Linked DNA regions of Sus scrofa: all the other regions are linked to region 2. Evidence: chromatin contacts called from public Hi-C and HiChIP or PLAC-seq data. All regions are on one chromosome and are shown on one strand. Each heading gives the region's core, a stretch centred on a gene start, on an enhancer-like site or on the middle of the called end of the contact. The rest is flanking DNA. Distances are from core to core; before and after follow the strand shown.

Region 1 (3,418 bases), core at 594-3,093, 74 kb before region 2:
GAGACACTGAAGCTACGGATGTGCTCACCCAAAAACAAAAGGTCCCCGCCAAGACTCGGTCCCCGGTCGCCCCTCACCCCGTTCTCCCCTCCCCCAGCTCCGGGGATTTGAATGCAAACAAAGCGGCGGCGCTGGGAGCGTGGCGGTGCCCGGGCTATGGACGCCCCCTGTCGGCCCAGTACCCCAGCGCGGGAAGGGCGGGCGACCTGGGATGCGTTCACCCCCTGAACCAGTCCCCCAACACACCCCCAGCCCTCCCTCGGCCCCTTACCCAGGCCCGAATCGGACCCCGCGGCGCACTCCGATGCTCTGCTCGCACAGTGGTGCCCCTGCTCCCAGCTCCTCCCAGAGCGGGGGAAACGGGCAGCCTTGCGGTGCGGGGGTGGAGGGGTGCAGGATCCCGGCCTCGCGCCCCCGACCCTTGCCCACCCCGAGCGGCGGGCCGTGGATGGCACCCCCGCGGCTGCAAGGCGAGCGCTCCAGCCTTTCCAGGACAGCCCGCCTCCCCAGCGGAGCGGAGCGGGCGGGAGGCTGGGGGGCCGCGGCAGGGAAATCCGATCCCACAACATCGGCCTCCGTCCAAGCCCGCCCCAAACTTTCCGTCGGAGGTGGCAAAGCCGGGGGCAGTTCGGGGACCTGGAGAAGATCCCGGCCTCGGACCGGACAGCACGGGGGACCCCCGCTCCCCATGACCAGTCCGCGCTTCCGGACCCTGTAGCGAAGGGAATAGCTTGCCCCGCTTACGAGCCCCCGCGAGGCAGCCCGCGGGGGGCGTAAGAAGGCACTCGGGCGGACAGTTGTCCCTGCCGCCGCCCCTCCCTGCGCCCCCAGACCCTGTCCCTCGCGCGTGCAGGCCGCCCCCTCCCGAGTCGGCGGACAAAGCAGCGGGCCGGAGCCCCTTAGCCCCGGCCCCGGGCAACCCCGGCCTCACTCACCTCTTCTTCGCGGCTGGAATCCCTGGGCGCCGCCCTCGCGTTCGGCTCCGACCACGGTCCGCCCCTGCCCGCGCGCCGCCGCCCGCCCGCGCGCGCCCGCCCGCCCTGCTCCGCTGCCCGGCTGCCACCGCCCCTCGGCCCGGCTCGGCTCGGCGCCCCTGGGCTCGGGCTCCCCGCGCCACCGCGGCGGGCGCCGGCTCTTTCTCCCCGGCTGCCGCCGCTCTCCGTCCCCTCCCCCTGACGTCAAACAGGGTGGGGGGGGTCGGCGGAGGCCGGGGGCGGGACGCGAAGGCCCGCCCCGAGGGGGGCTGTGACCCGCCGCGACCCGCACGCCTCGCCGCTCCCCGTCCGGTGGCTCGGACCCCCGCCCCTCCCGGTGCCCTGCGGCCCAGCGCCTTGTAGTCATGATCTGCGCCACCGCGCGGGGAGGTGGGACAGAGGAGGGACTCCGGGCCCTGGCAAGGGGAATCGGACTTACCCGGTCTTTCCGAAGTGTCCCCTAAGGCCAACCGCTCGGGCTGGGCGACCTGGATCGGGAATGGGGCTAAGGCGCTCCCTACGCTATGGTTACAGGAACGAAGGCAGGCGAGCCACCTCGAGGCGTGTATCCGAGGCTTCTCTTCGGGGCGGCCCAGAGTGGTCTTATTTGGACCCCCAATTCTGCATCGTTTCTTGGCTTGACGCCTGACCCCTGGGATCAGACTGGATCGGGCCTCACCAGCCAGGAAGACCCCCGAGCCTCCCTCGAGCTTCTGCCTGTTGTTTCTCACGCTCCAGGCAAAGGGTCCCACTCAGCGCCCCTTGCCTGACTCCGGCAAGGATAAACCCCGGCTCCTGTTGCACAGAGCCTACCCTCAGGAAATGACTCCTCTGGTGCCACTGGAAGGCTGAATAACAAGTGACATGAACCCTGATGTTCAGATGAAAGGGGTTGAGGGGAGCCAGCTGGAGAACTACCACTCTCAGAACCGCCAGCCTCCGCCCACAGCCGCTCCTAGAAGTAACTTGTAGCTCTGGTCTCCTGGGTGGTGCTAGGGTGTCTTTGCCAGCTGGTCCTCCAAGCTGGACAAGTGGACAGAGGAACCCCAGGGAGGCCACCTCATGGGGACCCAAAGACAGATGCCACCTCCTGTCTAGGGCCAAAGGGCAGAAGTGAAGAGACTGGAGGCAGAAAAGCTTCCTGGTAACATTAAGCCCTGTGCAGTCCTGTAGGGGAGGGACACTTTAGGGCCCCGTCAGCAGATTTGGATTATAAATCAGTCCTGGACAGGGGCTTTTGTTCTGGGTTAAAACTTGGCATCTGAAAAGTGGAGGCCAGAAGACCAGTGGAGATAATTGGGGAAAGCAGCCCAGTTTGGATTCAGTAACAATTGGGTCTTTGCTAGTATACATAAAGATCCCTTCTCCCGTGCTGGCCAAAGCCACATTTCCCAGTTCCTCTCCACCAGAAAAACAGCTGGTGGCCTTGGAGATGCTGGAGATAGGGGACAAGCCAGTTAATTAGCATGGGGTGGGTGGCAGGGAGGGAGAAGATGGGTGACACAAACACACACATACTCCACTTGTGGTCCAAGTTAGACCCTGTCTATCTAAGCGGCAGTAAAGCACATTTGTTCTGTGCTTTAGAGTCAGCAACATTTTACCCTCATCAACACCCTTTATAAAGTAGGTATTGTTTCTCTCATTTTATAGATAAAATGAGTCTCAGAAAGGTTAAGCAACCTGTCCAAAGTCACACAGATAATTACCAAGGTCGGAATATTAAATCAGGCCTTGGGATTCCTGATTCTGTCTTTCTGATAAATTGATCAGTCATTCTGACAACTTTTAGGCACCAAACCCTCCTCTCCCTGCTATTTTGCCTCAGTTTCACCCCCACCCACCCCTAGGGATGAGGGTTACCAGGCTGAGACCTGAGCTCCTGGCCCCACTTGCAAGACGGCCCCAGTGGAAAGTCTCAGGAGGTGGTTTGGTTTCACTGGCAGGGACCATCTCTTATACCTCAAGGCAGACTTCTCCCTTCCTGCTAACAGACTCCAGAGCCCTTCCCTCCCAAACGCTCCTCAAAAATGAGGCTGCAGTTCCTGAGCTCTCCTTCTCTACCTTCGCTCATTTCCTGCTGTATTCTGTTCCTTTCCAGCACAGGCCTTTTCCATGGGTGGGTGAGCAGGGTATATAGTTTCCTGCATGTCTACTTGCTCATTATTCATACTTTTTTTTTTTTTTTTTTTGTCTTTTTGCCTTTTCTAGGGCTGCTCCCGTGGCATATGGAGATTCCCAGGCTAGAGGTCAAATCGGAGATGTAGCCACTGGCCTATGCCAGAGCCACAGCAACGCAGGATCTGAGCCGCGTCTGCAACCTACACCACAGCTCACAGCAATGCTGGATCCTTAACCCACTGAGCAAGGGCAGGGATGGAACCTGCAACCTCATGGTTCCTAGTCGGATTCATTAACCACTGAGCCACGAAGGGAACTCCGTG
Region 2 (3,467 bases), core at 319-2,818:
GAGAGAACAAGCTCCCCTGGCAAGAAAACCCAAATCTCAGAAGTGAAACATCAGAGCCCATTCTGCTGAGGCCTGAGGTATGACCACGTGAGACATCAGCTGTCCTGCTCTTCCTTCCCCTCCCGAGACAAAGATGTTGGGCAGAGAATCACCAGAAGCCCCTAAGGCCAAATGCATCCTTTCACTGATCTGACTTCAGTTGCGGGCAGGAGAAGCTTTTGTTTCTCCTCCCTGGGGATGGACAACCAGAAGCTCTGTGCAAACATCATTCCTTCCAATGATGCCTAGGCCCTGGGGACCATAAGGACAAAGCAGGTCCTGGCATTTTCTTGTTCAACCTTCACATGGCACTACTGGCCCCAGTTTACAGAGGAAGAAACTGAGGCACTGAGCTGATGTTAAATAACCCCCTTAGGTTACAAGGCAGTTAAGTGGCAGAGCAGGTCTGGGTCCTCTGCTCTAGCCCCTCCCCCACCCAGGTGACAGAGGTGGCAGAAGAAACAGTAGCGCTCACTCATGCCTCCACAGCCGTGTTTAGGTCACAGAAGGACCCTCTGAGCGACATCTCAGGCCAGCTCTTTGTGCCTCGGACGCCCAACTGTGCGTCTGTCATATGCGCAAGGAACAGAGAGAAGCTGCACTGACTGGGGACAGAACATAATGGCCGCTCTGTTCCCTGTGTTGCCCGCCAGCCTTTCCTGCCCGGCCTGGGGAGGGGGAAGGGGGTGCCTTTCTCCTCTGGGGTGGGGAGGGGTGACAGAGGGACCCCAGAGAGAAGAAGAGAGAGCTGGGGGGCTCTTTCTGGAAGCCAGCCAGTCTGCCAGGGCTGAGGAGTTCCCACAACAATCCACCCCGCATGGTGGCCCTAATTTACAGCTGGGGTCTGGGCTCCAACTGGCAGAAATGAGACCAGCTGGAACTTGTGACCTGCCTGTCCCCAGGCAGGGCTGGTCCTGGTCGAGGGCCAGGGCCACATCCCCATGCCTCGCATTCAGATCTCAGCAGCTGGTGCCAGGCTTTCCTCACTGGCTTCTCCCTGTCATTCTCAGTACGAGGGTTCCGGCCTGGGGCAGAATGCATGTACCCCCAAGGCAAACTGTCCTGGCAGCAACCAGAAGGGAAGACAGAACAGCTGTTCTAGGCTTTCCCAGCCGAACCACCTACAACTTCACAGTGGGAGGCAAACACCCAGCACCCAGCAAGGCCGAGGCAGGGCTGTGCTCCCGCTGCTTAGGGACAAGGGCCAGGACCTGTGACTTGGAGTAGAGCTGAGCTGGACATGATGGAATACCTGTTGAGTGGTCAGGCCTCCATCACACAGAGGGCCTCCAGTGGCACAGTCAATACAGGCCACATGCTCTGGGGGGAGCAGAGTGAGACTACAGGCTGGTCACCACCCCTCCCAGGCTTGGTCATCACAAGCCTCCCTTCCTCCTCCAGCCTCTGCTGGGATGAATCCAGTGCCAATGGCACCCAAGGGCAGAGAGGGTCGGTGTCCAGCCTCTCCTGTTGCAGCCCTGCCCAGGCTGCCTGGCTGGCACACTCCTGCCACCTAGTGGCAGGCCACGGTCCTCACCTGGAACAGCCACCGGAGCAGGGCCTCAGGTCTATCACCCACGTGCAGGTAGAGGCCACTCAGGAGGCCGCTGCGCAGGAATGAGAGCTGCTGGGCCGGCGGGGAGCTGTGGGGGCAGAGGAACAGAGGGACAGGGGGGCGAGATCAGGGAGACCTCCACCCGCAGCCTGGCAGCCTTCCTCAACACACCCGTCTCAGCAAGACTGAAAAGACATTCAGATTTCAGCTTCACAGGGACACTAGAAGTGCGCCAGTAATTGCTCTGGACAAAAATGCTCGTGGAGTCCGTGGTGCAAGCAGCTGCTGGAAGGAAAAACAAGCCATGGAACCACAGAATCACCTGCTGTCCATGAACACATCTCAGTGTTTTAAACACGCAACTGGGTGGTACAGTTTGTCCTTCCCGTTTGATGGAGGGGCAAACTGAGGCATTTACCGGGGCTGGGAAAAGGATGTGCTTGTGGTGAGGACAGCGTTTGGGAGTCGCACCTCAGCCAAGGGCTCCAGGCTGCAGCAGGAGGACAGAATTACCATGGGGCCCACATGGGGCTGGCGTCCGGAGTCTGGTTACACAGAGCGTGTCTGCCTGTCTTGTGTTTTTCCGAAACAAAGGGGACACCTGAGAAGATGGGAAAGTAACAGAAAGGGGCCTCTGATGGGGACGTTCGGGGAAGGAAATAACAGCCAAGGTTGTCAGGGTGCCACAGAGGACTCTTCGGAAACCACGTGAACAGCAAGATCCCATGGTCAAGGAGACTGGTGTTCAGACTCGCCACGCACCTGGGGCCATAACCTGAGCTTGCCCTTGGGCCTCCCTTTCTGCCAGGAGCTGTTGGCATGGAGAGGAGCCCAGCTTCATGTGCCCTGTCGCCCTGGTAAGTTGGCTGGACCCACAGAATCCCAGGTCCCTGTAAAACAAGGAGCTGGTATATGCCGTGTGGTTTTCGGGCCTCTGGTGGAGGAGGTTTCGCTTTAGAGAGCTGGACCGTCACCCTCCTGGGCGTGCCGAGGAGGCTGTATTTGGGGTGGGAGCCTCCTGCTTCGTTCACGGCTGGTGAATGCCTCTTTGCTCCCTCTTTCTAGTGAATGTCCTAAAGGCAATTAATAAGGATTCCAGGAAATGAAAGAGTAGTTTCATGTTTGTTCTTCTTTTTAATGGCCAAATTCAGGCAAAGAACATTTTAGACAGCATTTAAAGTCACGACTCTAGATAGAAATTTCCTTGGTCAGCCCAACCTCCTCCTCTCTTTTTAAAAAAGGACATCATATTTTAATCTGCCAGGAACAGAATGCTCCAAAACAAAGATCCTCCTCAGAGCCAAGTTGCTGTCTCCTTGAGTATATCCAGGCAATTCACAAATTGTATATATTTGTTTTAAAGTCATTTAAGTTCAGAGGAGAAAGTGGCTTTGTTCCTGGCTTTGTGAAGCTGACCACTCTGAAACAGACCTTGATTTGCACGTACAAACTCATGTGCACCGCAGGCCTGCTGGCACACGCCACTCCACTCCATGTGCTTGGTCACACGGACACTTTCCCAGACTCACCCCCATGATGTTCAGGCACAGCACCTGAACACAGACAATACCCAGGCAGAGCAGGTCTAGAGGACCTCACAGACTGGTAGGGTCTGGCCAGGGGCCATGTGCCAAGGAAGGCGGTGCTCCAGGGACTCCAAGGAAACTCTTGCTCTGGCATTCTTTTAGGGGACCCGCCAGTTTCGCAGCAGGGGAACTGATTCTACAAGCCCCTGTCAGCTCAGAGCAGCACATTTTCAGCTGCTGCTCAGAGGGAGACATAGCCCTTGGGTCACAATGTCTCCCTTCTGTTACACCACTCTGCAGCACAGGCTCTGCAGCCGAGTTCACTGCTTCTGGCTTAGGCTTAGTCT
Region 3 (3,836 bases), core at 620-3,119, 100 kb before region 2:
GCTGCTTTTTAAGCCCCTGGTTTGCAGCACTTTGTTCTGGCAGCAGCCCAGGCAAACTAGCAGGGGTTGGGGGGCTCCAGGGGCCAGCTGGGCAGCCGTAGTGGCAGGGGGCTCCTGCTCTCGGGCTCCAGCCCTGGTGTGGGCCCACCCCTGTCCACACTCACCCCACCTTCTCTCTCACCTTGACCTCAGGCTCAGGTGCCCTGGGGGGGACTCTGCGTTTTAGTCGCTTTTCTCTCCGTCTTTGAACCAACTTTTCCAAGTCAGCCAGGTTCTCCAAGTTAATTCTGGAACTGTTAAATCTTTCAAGCTGGAGCAGAAAGGGGGTGGAAACAGGGCCATGCCAGCCATTAGCTGCTGGCCGCGGGAGCCCTGGGGCAGCCTCCAGCTGTTCTAACCCCATCCTCCCTGCCCACAAAAGAAGTGCAGCACTCAAGCTGTGGGGCCCTGCTCATGGCCAGCTACCCGGTCACTCACTCTGCTCCTCTTCTCTTCCTCCAGTTTCCGCCTCTCCTGGGCCTCAGCCTCCTGGGGCCCCAGCCTCCAGGTGCAAGCCCACCTCCAGGATCAGGAACTCTATGTCCACGTCCCAGTTCTTTCCTTTCACCTCTCTCTCCACTTACCTACAGGACAGGACAAGGATAAAGGATCAGAAAAATTAAGAGAAGGCGTTAGAAAACATGGCTGTGTTGTACGGGGCGGGTGGGGGGGTGTCCCTGCCCGGAGTGATTTGAGAGCTGGCCTGACCCCTGTCAAAGCTCATGGGCAGTCTAAACACGGGCTGCTCCTGACACCCATGGCTATCACTGGCTCATGGCCTGCGGTGTCGCCTGCGGCCTGCCCTATACTGTCACAGAAACTAGCAGCAGGGGGCCTGACACTGCATCTATTTATACTGTTGGGCTGTGTCCAGGTGAGCCCGGGTGGTTGACATGGCTGCCCTCCTGAGTTGTTGTCCTTACATTCCTACCAGATCACGCCACACTGCCACCTGACCCCAAGCCCAGAGGGACAGAGGAGATGCCTTCTGGGTAAGATTCCTGGGTTCAAATCTTGACTCCTCATGAAGCTCTGTTTCTTCACAGTAAAATGGGGTGAAGCCAGCATTTACCCCTTGGAGCTGTGACGTCCAGGGACTAGTGCCTAGGGCAGAACCTGCTATACATTCTTCCTGTCTTTTCCTTCCCGGCCCCCAGCCCCGGGACTCAGGAGCTGGGGAGCATTGAGGAATAAGCGTGTTGAGGGGAGAGAAAAAGTTGGAATGACAGGATGGCAGAGCCTTGGGCTTTGAAAAGCAAACCCAGGCAACATGAAACCACTCAGGCCCTGCAGCCCACCTCCCAGCAAGAGGCTGCTGAGGCTGCCCTGGCTGTGGCCATCAGCCTCACCACCCTCCACACCCCACCTCCCCACAGCAGACATCCCAAAGTGCCACTGCTATTCCTGTTTCCCTGCCCAGGGCACCCTTCTCCCTGCCCCCAGCCAAGGCAGCCAGACCCTCTGGACCATCAGTGCAATTGAGCTAAACACCCCAGCCACACGTGTGTCTTCTAGGGTGACCTGCCACTTTGTGTTCCTCTTTGGCCATCACAGCCCAGGGCAAAACCCACTAAACTCAAGGATTTCCTTGCCCACCATGACGCAGCATCTTTCTCACTGTTTCCCTCTCTTGCTCCCTAGCCCCTCACCACCTCACATGAGGACTCGGCAGACAGACCAGGTCTTGACTCCTAAAACCCACTCTACAGGCTAAAGAAAGAAACTGCCTGAGCTCCTCATTCTGCTGAGACAGTCCAGGGCACCCAGACCACTGCCCTGTGGCCTTACCAACTGCTGGATGCTGATCAAGTCCATGGTCCCCCCGCTCTCCATGCTCCCAGTGAGAGAAGCTGAGAGGCTCAGCCCTTTTATAGAGAGCTATCTCCGGGGGAAGGGCAGAGGCTTGTGCCCTGGCCAGATAACTCAGTGGCTCTGTAACACCACCGAAATACCAGTGCGGGCATGCAGCCTGCTGTAGGCAGGAGAAAGCTGTTTTGAGCTGAGTCAGTTGCATCCTCAGATACCTGCCATCCTGCACCGGTGCCACCTGCCCCCAGGCACCTACTCAGAAGCAATTCAACCAATAACATACATCCTGGGTGCTGGGCCACCAGCCTAGGCTCAGGGGAAATAGCTCCCACTTGAAAACACGGTCAAGTATGAGGTCTGTCTGTGGAGACCTTGGAAGATCCAGCATGACTGCCCTAGCAGAAGGACCAGAATCCTTAAAGAAGACCTCCAAACCACAGGCCCAGGAGGCTGACATCTGCCTCAGCTGGCACCTACTTGAAGAAATCGAGCTGTTTCTCACCTGGCCAGTTCCCAGATCACTCCCAGCTGCTCCTGGTGGGTTTGTCCCCCACCACTCTGAAGGCCTTAGCATTAAGCTAGGCCACCACCCAGAGCCAAGCTTGGCCTGTTATCAGCATCTTGTGCCTCCTGAAGAGCCTTTGATGGCCCACATGCAGGTCCCCACGGACACCTGCCAGGCACAGCACGACCCTCCCCAGGAAGGTGAGGCTCAGATCCGCCCCAGGTCCAACTATGAACATGAACCATTAATCCAGTCGCAGAGCAGTCCCTCTCCAGCTGCCAAGGTCAAACTTCCTAATTTTCCCGGGACACCAAGTATGCCTCCCCTTGGCTGCGCCTTGACCTCTGCCTTGACGTTTCAAGGAAATCTGATAGCTAGTGAGTAAGACTCCAGAATTGGAGAAACACGAGCAGGCATCCAGGCCGAGCAGGAGAACTGCAGGTCACAGGCAGACCGAGGCCCCACCCCCAGCTGGCTTCTCAGTGCTTCCAAGTTTTGAGACATGAGGAGCCCAAGCTTATCGTCCACCTTTCTTTCGAAGGTGACTTGTGGTCGTGACGAGGGAGAATTACCTGGAGGAGAGTGAGGGGATATAGACAGGAGAAGGCAGGACTTCAGCTTTGGCCCCCACCACTGGCCACCAACTCTAAGACACCCCTCCAACAACGTCTGAGGGCGAGGGCTCCAGCAGACTGCACCTGAAATTCTCAGCAGAAACTATTGGTATTCACATGGAGCTCACTGTATTAACTTACTACTGCTATTACTTATCAAGAAAAAAAAAATTGGAGTTCCCATTGTGGCTCAGCAAGTTATGAACCCAACTAGTATCTATGAAGATGTGGGTTCGATCCCTGGCCTCACTCAGTAGGTTAAAGATCCAGCATTGCCACAAGCTGTGGTGTAGGCTGCAGATGTGGCTTGGATCTGGCATGGCTGTGTCTTTGATGTAGGCTGGCAGTTGCAGCTCTGATTCAGTCCCTGGCCTGGAAATTTCCAAATGCTGTGGGCACAGCCCTAAAAAGAAAACAAAAAATCCCCCAAACAGCAAATCAAGCTCAGGAACCACTTGGCTAAGCATGCTCACCACAGAGCCCAGGGAAACCGTGGGCAGTTTAGTGCCTACCACCCAATGTTCTTCCTGTGTTGTGTATGCCCAGATCTGTCTACCGACAGAGCAGTGTGGTCACACTTGCCACTCTCCACATCAGCATATCTGCACCCACATGTGCCAGAACCGCACTAGCCCACCAGTGGGAACGCTCAGGGGGGTTCCCCTCTTTTTTTCTCATATACACCACATGCATGCTCAAGTGCACATCTTTGTAAATGTTTCTGTAAACACACAGCTTTGTCCACATGGATGAATATTTCTTTGGCCTTGCTCACCTAAGTTTTAACAGATACTGCCAAACTGCTATCCACCGGAGCGCTTCCAATTTCCATGGACAGAGAACAACAAACACAGTTAAGACAAGGGACA

Evidence for each region. A called contact is a pair of places that touch in the nucleus more often than the background predicts. HiChIP or PLAC-seq counts read pairs in DNA pulled down with a chosen protein or histone mark.
Region 1: a contact with region 2 is called in a Hi-C map of skeletal muscle, with 8 times the contacts expected there. The contact joins the promoter of SEMA4C here to the enhancer-like site in region 2. A contact is called at or near these places in 4 of 5 promoter capture datasets (fetal liver, fetal skeletal muscle and liver), 30 of 47 Hi-C or Micro-C datasets (adipose tissue, alveolar macrophages, blood and 16 more) and 2 of 2 datasets of contacts at active chromatin or transcription factors (alveolar macrophages and skeletal muscle).
Region 3: an H3K27ac HiChIP or PLAC-seq map of skeletal muscle shows a contact between it and region 2. The contact joins the promoter of ANKRD23 here to the enhancer-like site in region 2. A contact is called at or near these places in 1 of 5 promoter capture datasets (fetal liver), 21 of 47 Hi-C or Micro-C datasets (adipose tissue, blood, brain and 10 more) and 2 of 2 datasets of contacts at active chromatin or transcription factors (alveolar macrophages and skeletal muscle).

Annotation. Positions count from the first base shown.
Region 1 is chr3:56,749,170-56,752,587 of Sscrofa11.1, reverse strand. SEMA4C (semaphorin-4C) reads right to left here and starts at 1,843. Exons shown (of 15, transcript XM_021087262.1): 1 at 1,414-1,843.
Region 2 is chr3:56,675,137-56,678,603 of Sscrofa11.1, reverse strand. It overlaps FAM178B. Among named protein-coding and RNA genes, the nearest start is that of COX5B, 45 kb to the right of the region's middle. Within about 2 kb of position 1,568, at least 37 of the 83 cell types and tissues checked have an H3K27ac peak or open chromatin away from gene starts, as enhancers often do. A contact at or near this core is called in adipose tissue, brain, fetal liver and 6 more, where this site is marked.
Region 3 is chr3:56,774,857-56,778,692 of Sscrofa11.1, reverse strand. It overlaps ANKRD23 (ankyrin repeat domain 23), which reads right to left and starts at 1,869. Exons shown (of 10, transcript NM_001315720.1): 1 at 1,828-1,869; 2 at 555-623; 3 at 478-552; 4 at 182-310. The coding sequence starts at 1,854.